Regions from separate parts of the Gossypium hirsutum genome. Here region 2 is linked to region 1. Evidence: chromatin contacts called from public Hi-C data. All regions are on one chromosome and are shown on one strand. The core of a region is the stretch at or near the end of the contact, and the rest is flanking DNA. Distances in the headings are between cores, read along the strand shown.

Region 1 (5,717 bases), core at 1,083-3,582:
TTTCTTTTGAGGTGAAAACAAAAATTCTCTATTCTTTAATAGAAATTGATAACCGATTTATCTGTGTTTTAATTCAATTGGTTTGAGCCCATACTTGAATCTTTTTGTAGTACAAGAATAGTGGAGAAGATTGTTTAGTTGAATGCCAGAAAACGTTAAAGATCCACTTATCCAAAAACACATGTATGATTTTGGTTCAAGGTTTATTGCTATAAATATCACAAATCAGGTCAATTTTCAAATTTATAATTTTCTACTATGCAAGAAATCCATTTTCAAACCAATTTTTTTCCAGCAATTGGTAATAGAGCCAGGTTGTGCTATATTTATAATGTAAATTGATACGAAAATTCCCTTTCTTATTCATGTATGATGATATTTGATAAGATATGAAATTCTTGTAATTTTTTATAGAAAAGACCAGAGGGTCAACCTCAATCTATTTCATCACTTAAAATAATATCATGGATTTCCAAAGGATAATCAACATTAAAATCCTTGGTATAATTATTAATAGTGGCCCAATTACACAGGTAGTCTGCTGCTTTATTGCAACAGCGTGGGGCCCAAACAAAACTAAAACTAAAACACGGATCCAGTAATTTGAAAATTTCCCGAATTCGGTGGCCCATAATTAAAAAGTTAGCTTACGGCCTATTTAGCCGATTCACCAAGCTGACACAATCAGCTTCAAACTCCAGCTTTAGCCAATTTTTTGTCCGAGCAAATCTTATACTCTCTTCCAACGCATGCAGCTCAGCCCATTCGGCTTGTACATTCTTCTCCAAAACACCTGCCCGCCCGCCAAGAACAAAGCCGTCATGATCTCTCGCCACAAGTCCAAAGCTCATCTTCCTTCCATTCGTAGTGGTGTCGAAATTTATTTTAATCACCCCTTGTCCAGGCTTCTCCCAGACTTTCTCCATAACCAACTTTGGGAGCATCGTTTTCTCCAGAAGGTTGAATATGCGAAAATCCTGGCTTAATTCAGCAGCTCTTTCCCATGTCACTTTGGCCTCATCCTCCACATCACGAAAAACTCTATTATTCTTGTTATTCCAGATATTTCAAAGTACCGTGATGAAATCAGAAAACGCCTTCTTGTCCAGCGTACAAGTCACATCTTCAATCCAGTCGACACACCGACAGTAGCTACCCTCGAGCAGATTATTATTGAGACCCCCATAAACCAACACCGCTCGTGCCCTTGAACAGTTTTTCATCACATGGAGAATGGTCTCTTTTTTAGTTCCGCATCTCGGGCAAGTGCTGTTGACCTCCCTCCGAATGCTAGAAATCTTCTCGTACGTAGGAAGAATGCCATGCCCCAGGCACTACCAAAAAATTCTAATTTTCGGAAGAGTTTGCAATTTGCACGTAAACCTCCAGAAAATCCGATAAGGGCCAAACCCCACATGCTTCAGGTTCAGCCAGGAGTAGGCGAACTTGGTGGAATAGGAGCCAAGGGGATTGTAGAACCAGATATGATAGTCATTAGGGCCATTATGAAGAATGGGGATTTTTCATATTTGGTCCCCACGTGCTCGCCATAGATCTCTTTTATCCTTCTCTAGTTCCAACCATCTTTCTTATTATTCAATAGATCGCTCACTTTATTCTCTTTGACCTCCCTATTGTTGAGACCAACCGAAACACCCGAAAGCCCTTCAAAACCACAATTGTCGTGCCAAATATTGATCTTGCTTCCTCTACCCACATTCTAATCGAAACCCTCCTACTGAATACTAGCAGCTTTAGCAATGCTTTGCCATGTGAACGAGGGATTGTCAATTTGCTTAGGGTGGAGAACATCACCTTCCGGGAAATATTTAGCGCTTAGAACTTTAAAGCATAACGTGTCTTTACAACTAATTAGTCGCCACACTTGCCTGCCTAACAAAGCCACATTAAAATGCCTTAAATCCCTGAAGCCAATACCTCCCATATCTTTAGGGAAACACATACAGTCCCAAGATAACATATGTAATCTTCTGCTCTTATCTTTCCCCCCACCACACACGACAAATCATGGACTGAAGCTTCTTCAGGACGCCATTAGGGACAAAGAAAACTGAGAAAGCATATGTAGGAATTGACTGAATGATAGACTTTATGAAAATTTCCTTCCCACTGTTTGACAAAAGTCTCTTTGACCTGTTGTTGATCCTATTAGCAGCACAATCTAATATACTTTTGAAGGTAGCTGAATTCTTCTTACCAATCGGGATGGGCAGATCAAGATATTTGTCAAGGTTGGTCACCATCTTCATCTTAAGCAGGCTACTTAAAATCGCGCGTTGTAATACTGGAGTGTTTGGACTGAAGTAAACCATTGACTTTTCCAAGTTGACACTTTAGCCAGACATCCTCTCAAAGGTTTCCAAAATCTTTGTAAACGCCTCTACCTCACTTTGTTTGTTCCTGACAAACAAAAGAGCATCGTCATAAAAAAGAGGTGATTAATTCTTGGGCATCCTTACTAGCTCGGATGCCTTTAATTTTGTTAGTCTCTTGAGCATAAATCAGCATATGGGACAGGCATCCATGCAAAAAAGAAATAAATAAGGGGATAATAGGTCCCCCTAGCGGAGACCCTTTCCCGAGATAATAATGTCAGACAGAGTTGTATTACATTTAACTCTATACCGAACAGTGCAAACACAATCCATAATTTTATAAACCCATTCATTAGAAAAATCCATTTTTATCAGCACTTTCTCAAGAAAACTCCACTCCTCCCGGTCATAAGCTTGGCTCATATCGAGCTTGACCACACAACCCTTTTTCGGACCATTTTTGGAACTACGAAGATAGTGCATGAGCTCATGGGCTACTAAGACATTGTCATGGATCATCTGGCTAGGAACGAAGGCAGTCTGATTTTGGTTAATGCACAAGGGGAGAACATTTTTAAGCCGGTTAGCAAGAGTCTTTGAAACAATTTTGTAGATCACCCTACAAAGACTAATTGGACAGAATTTAGCCATTTCACACGGATTCTTAATCTTAGGGACCAAAACAATCAATGTTTCATTAATGCACTCGGTACTCTTATTACCCTGAAGTATATCATGACACAAACTTAGAACATCTTCACCCACTGTAGGCCAGTGTTCTTTGAAAAAGCTCCTCGAAAGCCCATAAATCCCCGGAGTCTTTTGAGGATCCATCTGTTTGAAAGCCATCAAGATTTTCTCGTCAGTAAACTCTTCGTTCAACCTCCTGTTCATGTTCTCATTAATGCATTCTGAAACAACCTGTAACTCACTTTCATCATCCGAATTTATAGAGGTCTTGAAAAGATCATTAAAATAATTCCATGCAATGTGGCAAATCTCATTTTTTTCTTCATGCCAGTTACCATGCATATATTTAAATCTCTCTATGTTGTTCTTTTTTCTAAGACCCGGCACCCGCACGTAAAGTAACGGGTGTTCCTATCCCTTTCCTTCAACCACTGGGACCGCGCCTTAAGCGCCTAATATTTTTCCTCCACGTCATATAAATGGCCTAACTTACACCGAGCATTCTTAAGGAGACTCGTTGATCTCTCACTCGTAGGACCATCCATAAGTCTGCTAATCTCCTTTCTCAGCCCTTTTATATTATTCTTCATCCTTCTATAACACTGGTATTGCCACGGGCCCAGCTTATCCCGGATCAGCTCCATCTTCTCCAACAGATTGCCCTCCTCATTGGACCAAATACTAGTAATGGTATCTCTAGCCTACTACTCCTTCACCTAGTAAATATCATATCTAAACCAAGCCCTAGGCTCATTACTCTTTTCCTTAGGCTTGCTCCCGTTCGTGTCTGTTAAGATGGCCTCATAGTCAAACTTTGATTAGCAAACAATATGTGAAGTAAGGAACGACATCTTTTCCATTTTAACATCAGAGATAATAAATTTGTCTAACCTCTCTTTAACAAGCCTATTACCCTCCCTGTTGTTAGTCTACGTGTACCAACCATTGCAAGTTTTAACATCAGTCAGATTTAACTCCTCTAGAATATTGCAAAACTCATCCATCGAGGTCTTAAGTTTTCTATGACCTCCTTCCATCTTAGAGTTATTCAAGATGGCGTTAAAGTCGCCCCCCACGATCCATCATTCATTTATCGTACTCTTCACCCTTCTCAACATATCCCATGATTGTTGTCTTAAATTTGGTTCGATTTGGCCATAAAAACTAATAAACCTAAACATATCACCATCATTCATGCTAACCAACAAGTTAATGTGATATTTGGAATAGTTTTACACCATAACTCTCACGCCTTCCCTCCATATCAAAGCCAAGCCTCCGCTTTTCCTTTGCGAGCTAACAGCTAAACATCCCTGCATTCTGCAAATAGAACAAATATGAGAAAACCCATTAGAATGAATTTTGGTTTCACAAAGAAAAACAATATATGAAACGTTTGCAACAAAGAGTTGCTTCAATTTACGAATTGTCGCTGGGTTTCCAACCCCATGATAGTTCCAGCTAAGGATCTCCATTGCTCTTGGCGGGGCTGGTCACTAGCCACCGCCTTAAAAGTTGAAGCATTTTCTAATAGCTTTCTCTTAACAAGTCTAGCTAGGCTCTCATCCATGTTTTCACCATTTAGTCCCCTATGTCTCTTATGTTTCCTTTTAAACCTTCCAATTACATCCCTCATCGTCTTATGATTCCTTCTTTTCATAGGGGAGGTGGACATTGACTCCTCTTCACAAACCCTTTCCTTCTTTTTATGTCGAAGCTGCCCACTTTCATCCCTCGAGTTAGTTTGACTCTCATCCTTATCAATATTCATTTGAGCCTTTGACTTAACTAATTCCACCCCATTTTTTCTTATGCCCCTATCTTGATTTGGGGTCACGATAAGTGCCCTCATCTAGCTTCCATACTGGAGGTTTAAATCATCCAGCCCTACACCCTCCTTGTTGTTTTTACAAGTTTTAATAGTGTGTCCTATCAACCCACATAAATAACAAAAATTTGGTAGCCTCTCGTACTTTATCACCCCTATCGTTTCCATCCTGTCTTTGTCGACTAATTTCACAACCCTCCTCAGAGGTTTTAAAACATTGATATTAACTTTAAGCCTCATGAACTTTGTCCACCCTGCATATCGATCCTTCCAATCGATTGCCACCAACTTACCTATAGTATTCCCAACATCGAGAGCCGTTTGACTGTCCATAAGTTCAATAGGAATATTGTAGATTCTTAACCAAAAAGGCGACAACCAGAATTCGTAAGAGTCTATGTCCTTTCCCTTCTCAAAAGGCATCATTGAGAATAAGCATATATCAAAAAGCCAAGGCATAAGATTTAAGATACGGCTGCGATCCTTCAGATAACCAAACTTAACAAAAATAGCCCCTTCTTTTAGTGCGACAAAGTTCGCCTCTTTCGTATACCAAAGTGACTTAAAAACCCTGTACATCGCCTCCCTGTTCAGAGACTCTGTCGCCATAATCTTGCCAATAGCCTATGACTCAAAGCCTTGGATACTATTCTCATCATTTGTGCTAATAACTTGGACGGACTATTCTTCCAAAAATTTTAGCCTCTCCAATAGCTCATTTATTTCGTCTGTTGTTATTTTCGAATCATTTCTTGGCCTTTCCTTCATGGGCCAAACGAAAAAACACTATCAAGACAAACAATAAATTGAGATATGAACGTACCAAAAACTATATCCACAAACCCAAAAATAAAAGAAAAACA
Region 2 (5,132 bases), core at 1,684-4,183, 130 kb after region 1:
AACTAAAACTAATCCTAAACTACAAGAGTTTTTGAAGGCATTTAGGACAACTTAATTACATTCAACTGTTACTGTCTTATTTATAGTGGTGTTGGTAGCCCAAATTAGGTATTCGACATGTCCTAGGTTTTCAAATAAGCATGATTGCGCAGACGAAAATATCCCTGAAATATTTGGGCAGCACGTTGGTCTTGTGTCGCGCCACACCCCTTGTGTGGCGTGACACGACACTAAATTCACACCTTGTGTCGTTCGTTCTATGCCTTGACATCCCGGGAAGCTTGTGCATCACTTAACCTTTGCTTCCACATCAATTGAGCCTTTATATCTCCATCCTACACACTTAATTAAACTAATTAGCACAACCTAAGGCCCGTGTCGACCTATTGGGTCACACCACCTACAGAATGGTTAAAAACACTTATTTTTATTAACTTTTAATCCTCAGGCCTAATTACTAAAATGAAATATAAAATCTAAAATTTCTTAGAAAACAAACTCCTTAAGTGCAGAATTGACATGAATTGGCTACTACATTTGACGGCAGGTCATCACTCTAATTAAGATAATTGTTCGAACTAGCCACTGTTGTTAAAAGTTCATTAATCCTCTAATGTGTTGTTGATGTGGCACATTAGCGAATCGAATGACAACACATGTCAATTTTGTTTTTTTTTTTACTTTTAACTAAAGCTTAAGGACTAGCATCTATAATTATTCCAATTTTTTTTTCTCTTCTCTTTGAAACCTCTCCTTTATCCACCATTAGGGAAACTAGTTGGTGGCAGCGATGGTGGCGCTGGAGAGGATCCTCCACAAAGTGTCAATACCTGTTTGTGAGGAAGGAAGTGCCACCGCCAAGTGACAATAAGAGGATGTCAACCCCGTCTTCGATGGCGCATTCCATACCGGCCAGAATATCGAACCCGAATGCTCGTTCAATTCTTCGTTGATGGAAACTTTCTCTTTCAAAATTTTGAGTGGGATTTAAATAACTATATTCTTAAAAAAAAACTATTGTGAATTCTCAAGTTTCAACAACCGGAAATGATTCCCATGCCATGCTACTTCTAGTAAATACCAAAAGAAACATTTATGTTGTTAAATGCTAAAATAAAATGCTTTTTCATATGCAGATAGTTCATGATGATGATCCATCCATGTGTTGAGACCTCTGTAATTATGTATAAAAATTGAATCATAGAGAAAAGCGAGAGGCCTCATTATTTGAGCTGCTCTCTGAGGGAAACCAATGTAAAAGAACTCCCAAATTCATCAGATAAGGTATCAATTTGAACAATATGAGAGTTGTTACTTGTAGAATCATAATTTGGTACTGCTGTTGTTTCGAGAAGAAGAATATACATCTTCCCCTTCAACATCAACGAATTTCAAGTCAATAATTGCAGCAAAACAATTGCAATGATAATGAAACTAAGACATGCCCAAACAAATTAAAGATATTAGTCATCAGTAAGGCTTTGCGTTTGAGAAATGGAAGAAACAAAAGAATTGTGTCAATGGTATTAGATTTTTATTTGTCTCTGAGGAAACCGAACGCGATATCGAAGACAACATAATTACATATAGGTCTTTAAGCTTAAATCAAAAGTAAAAAAAAAATGTCACAAGTGGCCATTCAATTGGCTAATGTGTTACATCAACAATCCGTTAGTGGATTAACAGAGTTTTTAACAGCAATGATTAGTTCGAACAATTATCTTAATTAGAGCAATTAAATTGAGAAAAAAATTAAAATGACCAAAATGAAAGGAATCTTATTTTGGAGTGACTTTAGATGGAATTTACCCAAAAGAATATATTTAACGTAGACATTTCAATAATTACATGTGAAATCAATTATTATCCATGTTGTTTTTGTTGTGGCCGTTGGTTGAATGTTACTGGAGTCCACGTTATGGCCCCTACAACACTACGCAAAACTTGGAAGCTTGGTTCACTTGCTTTCTAAAATAAATTCAAAAAATACTGTTTAAGATATTCACTTTGATTTCAATTTTCATCTATCTTCTAACTTATAATACTTTTTTATTTATATAAATTATAATCCATAATATTTAAAAACGTTTGTTAATTTTTTATTTTAATAAATAATATAATTATTAACTATTGAATAAAACATATTTCTATTTTTTTTGCTTTAAAAATAATGAGTAAGTTTTAGTGGTGAGTTCAATTCGATTTTATTGATTTTTGAAATTCTTGAATTGAGTCTAACTTTTAATTTTTCACACTAATTTTGGATTTTGAAATTTATTTTGACAAATTAAGTTTTCTTTCAAGACTTTGGACGTTATAGGGTAAAGTTTCAAACTATTTTTTTTACTATAAATATTTCAAAAAAATCAAGTAAATAAATGATAACAATAATTCTTATATATAATTTTTTTGAAAAATAATTATTTATATAGCGTTTTTGGTTTGGGTAATTACAAATTTTAACTTGTATTCTATAAATTGTTGAACTATTTTAAATTTGTTCAATTATTTATTTTTTTGTTAAGTAAATTTAAATAGACTTGACTAATCATTTATGAATTCAAATAAATTTAGAGTTTGATAATATTAAATCTGATCCGATCACAGCTCTGGTAAGGCAAAGTGGCAAACAACATTTTGAGTTACCCGAGTAGGCAAGTGCTATCTAACTCGGTGTTTGACAGCTACCATTTGCTTGTACTCATATGGCAATGGACATCCTAAATAGTGAAAAAGTAGAAGCTTTTAAATGATGCAAGTAATGTTCAAATCTTTTCATTTTTCTTTTTAATTATAATTTCTATTTATAGAAAGAAACAGGGTAGAATCTAAAACATTTACTTTTTCATAAAAAAGGAAAAAAGAACAAAAAATTTGATAGATAAAGAAGCCCATAGTTTTAGTACGAATGGCGGTCCCATTTGGGAATGAGATGGGCTATGTACTGATTTTGGGCTGTGGTGGACATGGGTGATTTTGTTGCCTCATTACTTGGACAGCTTTGAAACATTTCGATTTCTTCTTTCAAATAGGCCATGAAGAAAATGTGGGTTCCAATATTCGAACTAAAATGGGTAAATTTTGGTTTACATGCTTCGACTCAAAATATGTCAGAAAAGTTGGAAGTTGTTGCTTAACTTCTTGTGCTAACATCTACAACATATAATTTATAACATTTCACTGTCATGGTGGGTGTTCATAATTTATTCACCCTCCTTGAAACTTTCTTTCCATCGTAGCCTTCTACTCTTTCATTGTTGTGAAAGTGCAATAGGTCGGATTGGGTACATACAGCCATATTTTTGGCTAAACTTATTTTCAGAATTCTTCCATATTTTGAACAAATCTTCAATTTCAGACATATAACCTATCTCTTAAAAAGTGTAATATGCAATTAAAGAATGTTAGTAAAAATAAAAATCGAGACTTTTATAGATGAACAGGATATATGGTAAAAAAATCATGCAGTTGTGCAATAAAATGAAGGTATATATATATATATATAACAGAGAATAATTAAATTAATAAGAAATACTATGGCTTTCACTTTGAAAAGAAAAAAAGACATGAAAACTACTTGAGAGTGGGGTTGGGAGTGAGACAGAAGAAGCTTCTGGACCGAATAGTCTACTTTTGTACAGAAAATTTCTGAAATTCACAAATTACTAAAGGCTGCCAAACGATTAAACAAATAGAATCCAAAGTGCTTTAGAGAGGTTTACAAATGATATAGAATTGCATGGAAGAACGTGCCTACCTATTACCATCTTTTATATACTTTGATCATCATGATTGTAATTCATCCATTGGATGGACTTGGAAGTTTAACTCTAATTACAATGACACTTAGTTAGTGAGAGAGAGAGAGAGAAAAGGGAAGCATATAGATAGATAGATAGATGCATAAACTTTTTAACTTTAGTTATGCACATTATAAAGATAGAAGCTTCATCGATATGTGAAGTCGTGGGAGTGAGTTGTGTATTCTTCCCCCTCTTCTTTAGGCTTTATTACCTTTCTTTTGTTTTTTTCCTTTTCCAATATACATCTCTCTCTTAAGCTGTGTGAGTTTTAGTTACGTAGGTATATATGTATTGGAGACAAGGAGCTTTTTTGACAACTTGCAGTCCCCAAAATTTTCTCTGCAACCAATAAAGGTAACTCTGGCAGTGGCAGTGACAGTGGCACCACCATCTTTTTCTATATCCTCGACAAACAAAAGGAGCTCTCCCCTTTGGTCCATATTTGGATCTACTGTCTTAGATTACCATGCATTCTATACATACATATAGATGACAAAATGTTATGTCTTCATGCAAATCATTATCCTTGTAAACATAAGAATTCTATTGCTATCTCACTATTTCGAGACCCCCCCCTTTTTTTTTTCTTTTTACCTTTCTTTGTTCCTCCAAACTCCAATGGCACTTCATAATGATCTTAGAAATAAAATAGTGATAATTTATTTTGTTCTTGACTTCATTTTGTTTTTGGTCCCAACATATATTGTTTTCCATTATGAATAAATTGCATTTTGAAATTGTTTGGATGTTGGAATAAGCTTAAAGATCCATCATAAGATAATAGTAATAAATACACTTTGTTTTATTAAAGTTTAATAGTATGAACTTTAAACTTTTTTTTAAAAATCAATTGAGTCCTTAAATTAACAAAATTGATTAGCTAAACCCTTTAACTAACATTGACGGTTAATATTCCACGGCACCATTAATGTGACCGTTAACAAACGTCACATTAGCAACAATTGTTGACATACGTCAATAAAAATAAATTAAAATTATTTTAAAAATAAGTACATAGTAAATGTTGACAACTAATTGTCAATGTTCATTTGAATCTGGATACTCATGTATCCAAATACATTTTGAAATTGTAAAATTTTAAAATTTATAAAAAAATTATTAGAAATTAATTGAAAATTCATAAAATTTATATAAAGCAATTTCCTTATGAACTGCTTCTATCTTTGCTTGCAAACTTCTTAAGGGATTTACATTAAAATGATTATATGCACATATACGTCCAGTAATACTCGGATACAAAGGCAGAAGAAATGGAACACCTACACAGTAGGTTGGTTCAGGAAAAATGAGAAGATAGGCTGGGGTCTT

The links. Hi-C and Micro-C count contacts between places; a contact is called where the count stands out from the background.
Region 2: a Hi-C map of leaf shows a contact between it and region 1, with 1.9 times the contacts expected there. The contact joins the enhancer-like site here to the promoter of LOC121224978 in region 1. A contact is called at or near these places in 9 of 34 Hi-C or Micro-C datasets (anther, callus, hypocotyl and 3 more).

The regions. Positions count from the first base shown.
Region 1 is chrD13:46,127,038-46,132,754 of Gossypium_hirsutum_v2.1, forward strand. LOC121224978 reads right to left here and starts at 2,333. Exons shown (of 2, transcript XM_041108637.1): 1 at 2,014-2,333; 2 at 1,736-1,925. The coding sequence starts at 2,333. The coding sequence ends at 1,736.
Region 2 is chrD13:46,259,313-46,264,444 of Gossypium_hirsutum_v2.1, forward strand. No RefSeq gene overlaps it. Among protein-coding and RNA genes, the nearest start is that of LOC107893533, 11 kb to the right of the region's middle. Within about 2 kb of position 2,934, at least 2 of the 9 cell types and tissues checked have an H3K27ac peak or open chromatin away from gene starts, as enhancers often do. A contact at or near this core is called in leaf, where this site is marked.